Linked DNA regions of Hordeum vulgare: region 1 is linked to region 2. The links are chromatin contacts, called in public Hi-C maps. All regions are on one chromosome and are shown on one strand. Each heading gives the region's core, a stretch centred on a gene start, on an enhancer-like site or on the middle of the called end of the contact. The rest is flanking DNA. Distances are from core to core; before and after follow the strand shown. Region 1 holds the start of LOC123453022 (ras-related protein RABE1c-like). Region 2 holds the start of LOC123453020.

The links. Hi-C and Micro-C count contacts between places; a contact is called where the count stands out from the background.
Region 1: a contact with region 2 is called in a Hi-C map of leaf, with 1.9 times the contacts expected there. The contact joins the promoter of LOC123453022 here to the promoter of LOC123453020 in region 2. A contact is called at or near these places in 3 of 6 Hi-C or Micro-C datasets (leaf and seedling).

What each region holds. Positions count from the first base shown.
Region 1 is chr5H:562,599,806-562,603,491 of MorexV3_pseudomolecules_assembly, forward strand. It overlaps LOC123453022 (ras-related protein RABE1c-like), which reads left to right and starts at 1,718. Exons shown (of 9, transcript XM_045129779.1): 1 at 1,718-1,901; 2 at 2,001-2,092; 3 at 2,870-2,942; 4 at 3,046-3,146; 5 at 3,241-3,306; 6 at 3,383-3,480. The coding sequence starts at 2,020.
Region 2 is chr5H:562,316,212-562,320,331 of MorexV3_pseudomolecules_assembly, forward strand. It overlaps LOC123453020, which reads right to left and starts at 1,554. Exons shown (of 5, transcript XM_045129778.1): 1 at 1,249-1,554; 2 at 327-575; 3 at 1-225. The coding sequence starts at 383.

The DNA of each region.
Region 1 (3,686 bases), core at 468-2,967, 280 kb after region 2:
CATGCCCTGCGGCATGCCCGATGCTCTTCAACGCGGGTCAAGCACATGAGACGCCCGGGGAGACGTCTCCTAACTCCCGGGCTGCTCTTCATCTTAGTGTGGTCACCCCTCCTTCGAGCTGCAGCATCCAGGCTCTACACCACCCAGGCCACCCACAACTAGGGGAAGACTCTTGCTGGAGTCACCAGCTTCAACCTCGACTGGCGCGGCCTGCATTTGCGTGTCAAGAACAAGAGCATGCCCATTGTACAACTCACGGAAAAGGCTACTTTTCCAGCGGATTGACATTGTAGGAGAGGGCGAATAGGTTACACAGGAAGCAATTTTCACGTTTTGTGGCCCTGTTCCAGTGGAGGCTTCCGGACATTGCCATCACAGTACTCCGGGCCCTGATCAAGATGGACTGTGACTTGGCGACGACGGTGGAGGATGCCTTGTTGCACCATGGGGGGGGGGGGAGTGGCCCCGATATACCATCGAAAGCAGGCGCGCGATGATGCCATCGACAACAAGCGACGATGCCATCGGAGACGGCCTGGTCGTCTTAGTTCAAAGGATCTTGATTTACCTTCTACGCTTGTTTGTACCTGCCGTTGTGTGCTGCACTTGCCACTGCCCTGGCGACTCTTCGCTGTTAAATGTTGGAGTGATGCCCCTGTTTATAAGAGGTGTCCTAGTTTCCCTAATGAGTAGCATCAATTCGAGTCTGTTGAACTACAATGTTCGTGGACTTGTTGTCCAAACCGAAGAACTACTATCAATGAAACAATGAGTCCTAAGTGAACTAGGGGAGGGAAAAGGGTAAAGGTTTCCAGTACATTTTTTAGGAAATCCCCTTCCAATACATGGATCTTACTTCCTCCTTTCGGGTTTATATGACTCATCTCAAAAATTTCAGATTTTCATTATATTAGGCTCATTTTGAGTCTAATTAAGTTAAAGTGATTTGAATATCATGTCATATTTAATTTATAGATATAAGAGAAAGAAAATTAGTGGCTATGCATACATCTTTTTTTACATGTACCATGCAAGTCCAATGAAAGGGAGGATGCTACATTTATTGCCTCAGAAATTCAAAATGTGACAAATATTCCATTGGCTAGTTAAAACTAGTACCATCCACTCACAATTCACCTTGGTTGATGAGATTTCAGATTTGATTTCTATAAACCGAAAAGGACGGAGTAGTAATCAAGCTCGGTTAATAACCTCAATCGATAAGTAAATGGAAGATACTTGGTGTAAAAAAACGTCTTATATTTTAAGACGAAGGGCGTAGTAGATATTTAAAAATTGTTCATCACGTATTTAACTTTTTCCATTATGTGCTAGAAATTATTATCGTATATTTCAAAGATTTCCCCTCAAATTTTTTTTCCAAAAGATTCACCATGCACCTTTAGAATTGTAGATGTGTAAGAAGTACTGTATTTACAAAAATGAAAAAGGGAACGTTTGTCGCATCTTTTTAAAATGTGCATCGTGTACCTTCACAAATATTATTGAATAAAAATAATATTAGGAAATAAAAATAAAAATTAAGAGGAAATAAATAAAAGGGTAAAAAATAAGACCAAATAAAAATCAGGAAACGGTAAAAGGTGAAAAGGAGAAGAAAAAGAAGAAGCAGTATTAGCCGCCAAATGGGCCTGGCTAATCTAGCACGCCCCCTCTGTGCGACCACCACCACCACCACCCCGCGCCGCCGATCGATCGATCAAACCCAACCCAACCCAACCCAGCCCAGCCCCCCTCTCCTCCCTCCCCTCCTCTCCGGCCCCTCCCACGCGCCGCTGCTCGCGCGGGGAGAGAGAGACAGACGAAGCCGAGATCGATCGAGCGAACGCCGCCGCCGCATCGGAGCACGCGCGCGAGCGACGCCGTCCCCGCCTCGCTCGGTCCGTCCGTCCGTCCGCGCCGTTCGTTTCGCCCCCCGTTGGCTGCGCCGATCTAATTTATTAATTTCGCCGCGGTTTTTTTCTTCTTCTTTTTGTTAGGCCCGGGAGTTAGGGCGCGATGGCGGCGCCGCCGGCCAGGGCTCGGGCCGACTACGACTACCTCATCAAGCTCCTCCTCATCGGCGACAGCGGTGAGCCCCCCCCCCCCCCCCCCCCCCCTGGCCCCCGTCTCCGCCTCTCGATCCGCGCGGGATCTGGCGGCTTGTTAGGCGGTTTGATTTCGGTGCGCCGGTTGGGATCTGGTGCCCTAGATCACTTTCTGCGAAGGCTGCTGTGTGCCCGTGTGAAATTTGGAAGGGCGGTAGAACCTAGACTCTTGTGTTTGTTGGATGGATGGTGTGTGCTCTGTGAGAAGAGTAGCTTGTTCCTGCTCGCACATATACAAGCAATAGTAGCTATGTTTGTAATCGCAGAACTAACTGATGCAAGCAATGATGTAGTTAGGTACATATGGAGTCAGGAAGAAACTTTTGTTCATGTAACGGCCTTGCCCTGGTTCTAACAAAATTGCATGGTTGGTATGAAATATAAGTAAAATAACGAATTGCATGTCTCTTCCCTCTTAACTGTAGAAGTAACTGAATCAGGACGAAGCAAACCACTAGCTTTGCCCCTGTTTCTGTCACCTTACCATACCTCTATGTTTTGGTTACCTATGCTCTTCTTGTTTTCATATTGATTGATGTGGAACGGGTAACTGATGCATAGCTTTACACATAATTTCTTTGATTTCGTGTCTAGAGAATCCTTCATGGCTTATCTAATTATATCTTTGCTTTGGCTCATCTTCTTTGAGTATTCCCAGTTGATATACTTCTGGATTCCAGCATTGAGGTTTTGTGGCGTGGGCTGTAGCTTTGTATGGTGCTCCATTAGCAATCACTCACAAATTCTATTTACCTATGTAGGTGTTGGAAAAAGTTGTCTGCTCCTACGGTTCTCAGATGGCTCCTTCACCACTAGCTTCATCACCACTATTGGGTATGTACTGTACAAGTCACAAAATATCTGGTTGGAAATTATCATTCTGCATTGGAATGCTTGTGGAAAGTTATGAAAAATGACCGTGGGTTTCTTGAAACAGCATTGACTTCAAGATAAGGACTGTTGAGTTGGATGGCAAGCGGATTAAGTTGCAGATCTGGGATACTGCTGGCCAAGAACGCTTTCGGACTATAACTACTGGTATGGTTGCATGCCTTGAGCAAAAGCAAGAGTGTTTCTGGTTTCTCTTGATTATATTGATGAAGTTTGTAAAATGTGATATTCTTCTTTGCAGCCTACTACAGGGGAGCCATGGGCATTTTACTTGTTTATGATGTCACGGACGAGTCGTCATTCAATAGTAACGACCTGAACCTTTGTGCTTCAGATTCTCTTTCAATTTTGTTACGTTTTCTGATTATCTCCTTTGTTCGCAGACATAAGAAATTGGATCAAAAACATTGAACAACATGCTTCAGATAACGTGAGCAAAATTTTGGTGGGGAACAAAGCGGATATGGATGAAAGCAAAAGGGTATACTCTTTTATCTTGACTTGTTTCTAGCCATGTTTTTTCTGTAGTCGTTTCATCTTAACTTCGTGTTGCGGACTAGTTTGTTTCGTATGCAATGCAGAAAATAGATAATTCACCGAATTATATTCAGGCTGTGCAGATGTTACTACTTGTTAAAATAGATTTAAGCTGCACATATGTTACTCTGATACAATTAGATGTGATGC
Region 2 (4,120 bases), core at 304-2,803:
GAAGTCGAACTCGAAGTCGTCAGACAAGCTGTCCCTCTTCACCGGCGATGCCTCGCCGGCCTTGTGCGCCACCACGATGACCACATCGGCGACGATCTTATCGCCGCATTTGTCCACAACGGCAGCGGCAACCGGCTGCGGCAGCGCGTCAGTAGACTCCACCGCCACCGGCTTCGCCCTGGGGCTCTCGTTCCCAGTTCCAGCACCCTTGCCGGCATCACCAACCTGCTGAACAGAGTACAGAGTACACACACAAAATCAAATCAACTAACCAAACTTCATCGATCCAAACTCATACACGTACACAAAACCATTCAAACATGTACCACTCGTTTCTGCCTCCGGCCGGTGAGCAGGATGGAGAAGCAGCTCATCTTGGCCATTGTCTAAGGGAGAGGCTCTCCGCGGCAGCAGCGACGGCGCGGAGATGGCGTGCTCCTGTGCCCCCCACGCCCCATTATTCAGTGTGCGGATCGGGGGCACGACGAGGAAGGCCAGAGTGACCCGGGGCGCCGGGAAGAGCCGGAGCCAGTCGCGAGAGGCCGAGGTGGAGCCGTCTTGGCAGCTAGCTAGCACTGCATCATATATACAATCAATAAATCAATCAGCAGATATTGAGCAACTTTGGATGAGTGTCATTGATTGGAGTCAAACTAGTGCTGCAGGAGGACAAAAAATTGGTTTCTGCAGCGGTAAAGATAAGAGGAAACAAACAAACTGCAAAGATGACGCTCATGAGCTGTACGGATCCGTTGTGCCAGCCTCTGTTTTGAGAAAAAGAAAGAAGGCTGTTGGATAACTAACTGGGTAAAGCCATAGGGAAAAATTTGCAGGGGAAGGTAGGCAAAATTAGGTAAGAAAACTAACACTGGTTTCCCATCCAGTCACCATGTAACCATCTTTTTCAGAAAGAAAATCGGTGAGTAACCGCCGATTCAGAATCACAGCAAGAGACTGACACATAAACAAAAATTATACTGTCTCGGGAACAACTGGACGACTGGGAATTCAGAGGAATCTGACAAGTTTAAAGAACAGGCGTCATTGAGAGGAGGAAACTTAATTAAAGGCAAAAGATTTCGGCAGTATGCAGACGACAATTGTCAAGAACTGGAGTAGGCTCTCCAAGAACACCGATATATCAAGATCGCACAGGCACATGTATAGATAGATAGATTGATAGATACGAAGTAGAGGAGGCAGCCAAGAAATGGAAAGAAGAAGTTGCAAAACAGCGGCGAGGTTTACCTTCCTATCCCAGGCAGCAATCAACCAGTCGACAGCCGGAAGATGGAGAGGATCCTCTGCCTCTGCTTCAGGTTTCTGAAGCGCCGTTGGCGTGGGGGGAAGAAGTTTCAGGCTGTTGAGTAGGTTGCGGCACTAGATGCCACCGGCAGGATGGAGAGGGAGAGTGGCAGAGAGGAAAGAACGGCGTGGGGAAGGGAAGAAGGGGTGGTTGGAGAAGGGCCGTACGGATGCGATGCCGCCGCCACCCGCCACGCTGGTGGAGTGGAGGCGAGCAGAGGACGCGGTTGGCACACGGCAGACTCGGGCGTCACTCCCCACCTCGAAAATGATAAACCTACGGGAAAATCCGGAAAAATCTTCTACAGATTGCATTTAAAATTCCCCGATAGCATCTACAGCTAAACACATCAAATCCAACCCATCAAACGTTGATCAACGCAATCGGATACTCAATTACGGAAAATCAAATCCATATATTACACGCAGCGCGAAACCTAATCTAAGCAGAGCTCGTGAGCCAACGCCATGCTTATGCTTATGTCCGGCGGGCGATTGCACTCCTCGAAGTGTTACCCCGGCCGCTAGCAAGGTAGAATAGAATATGAGACACGCACGGCTCACAGGCTCGTGGTGTCGTCATCTCTCATACACTATTCTTACTCGTCAGAGTCTAAAGCCTTTACAGTGCCCGTTGATGCGAGGCTGATGATGGATTTGTGCTGTTTGGTGGAGGCCAACATAGCCACCATTGCATGGCCGTTCCGCTCGGGTTGCAGGCATCGCCTCAAGAGCGACTCCACCTCGCCGACGTCGGCCACCGCGAGAGCTGACATGGTCTCCCGCGCCCCCCACCTCGCACGACAGGCATGCCGTGTCGTGGACTCGGCGGACATGTCGTGCATGTCCTCGTACTTGATGCGTCGACGTAGGGATTGCCTGTCCGCTATGGCGTTTGGATGTCAGACGAAGCTCACCGCCTCCGGCGAGGCTGCAACGACGTGTCGTGCGCCGGTTCCACGCGTCATTTGGACGGAAGTGATGGATTCCTGACGGATTGAGTCCGACTACTGCCGAGCATTCTCCTCACGCAATGCAGATGACTATCTCCTCCTCTGACCCGACTGGGATGAGGTACCAATTGGCAAATTGGCTGGCAGAGGACTCAGATCCGTTGTCCGCCATGTCGGAGAAGGCAAGAGAACGCCGAAAATAAGCTTGGGGCGGAGGGGAAGGGAGTGGAGTGGTTAGGGGCTGGTCCGAGGAACAGATGTGGATGAATATATCTAGGATTGGGGTGGGCCAACGTGGATCGACTCCAACGTGGCGCACGTGCTTGGTCGCGCCCGAGCCGCCCCATATCGGCCTCATATTTGGGCTGGATATGAGGGGTGTCGGTCAACACTACTAGGGAAAAGTGTATAGGTAGACACTTACTAGTAGCGGGGGTTTATAACCCTCGCTACTGCTACTTAGTAGTAGTGCAGTTTTATAACCCTCGCTGCGGCTACTTAGTAGTAGTGCGGGTTTAGTTATGACCCTCACTACTACTAAGTTGATAGTAGTAGCGCGGGTTTGTACCCCTCACTACTGTTAAGTGGTCTCTACCGTGCTTCCCGGGACATGCAATAGTAATAGCAAGAGGTACCCACGCTACTACTAAGTTGATAGTAGTAGCGCGCGTTTTTATCCCTGGCTACTACTAAGTATAAGGTAGGTGAAGTCCATGTATATTCGGCCGAGTCCCTCACTCTCCTCATTCTCTTCACAGGCTCTTTCATGATGCTCTTGCCCAAGCAGACCTCCTCCTCCATGGCACCGAATGAGGCCACCTCCTCGCATCGCTAGCGTCCAGGAGCTTGTCTGTCTTCCCCCTCGCCTCCATGCCACCACGAAGGATCACCTCACGACCGACGACCAGCCCCGATGCGCCCTCCATCTCCTTCCCTCTCCCTTTGGGCTATCTCAAGGTTGAGTTTTTTCATCGGAATTTTCAAGGAGAATACGGGTTTTCCGTGGTTGAGTTTATTTTACGCAGCTTATGGTAGTTTGTGATGGACTAGTTGGGGCATCCGTGCAGGGTTAAATCTTTCTGAGAGTCGTGCCCGTAGTTATGTGGCAACTTGGAAACTTTGTTTAACTCCCGATTATAGCAAACGTAAAGTAAGTTTAATTAAAATATGCCAATTGTGTGCGTAACCGTGTGTCACGCCCAAGATGCGACCCTATCCTCAATTTGGCACGAAGGCCTCGTCAGGGATAGAAGCCATCTTGTCGTGTCGCAAGAATGGATATCGTTACAAGTACATGTACTGAAAAGAAGAGGTATATAATAGAATTGGCTTACACTCGCCACAAGCTACATCAGAGTCACATCAGTACATTACATAAACATCAAGAGTAAGAGCAGGGTCCGACTACGGACGAAAACAAACGAGAAAATAAGAACGACGTCCATCCTTGCTATCCCAGGCTGCCGGCCTGGAACCCATCCTAGATCGATGAAGAAGAAGAAGAAGAAGAAGCAACTCCAAATGAACAATCAACGCGCTCGCTCAAGTAACCTTTACCTGTACCTGCAACTGGTGTTGTAGCAATCTGTGAGCCACAGGGGACTCAGCAATCTCATTTCCAAAGGTATCAAGACTAGCAAAGCTTAATGGGTGAGGCATGATTAAGTGCTGAGGTTGCAGCAGCGGCTAAGCATATATTTGATGGCTAAACTTACGAGTACAAGAAATAACAGGGGGAAGATCTACGCATAACGGACGTGAACTACTGATGATCAAATGAATGATCCTGTACACCTACCTACGTCAGACATAACCCACCGTGTCCTCGATCGGAGAAGGAACTCACGAAAGAGACAGTCACG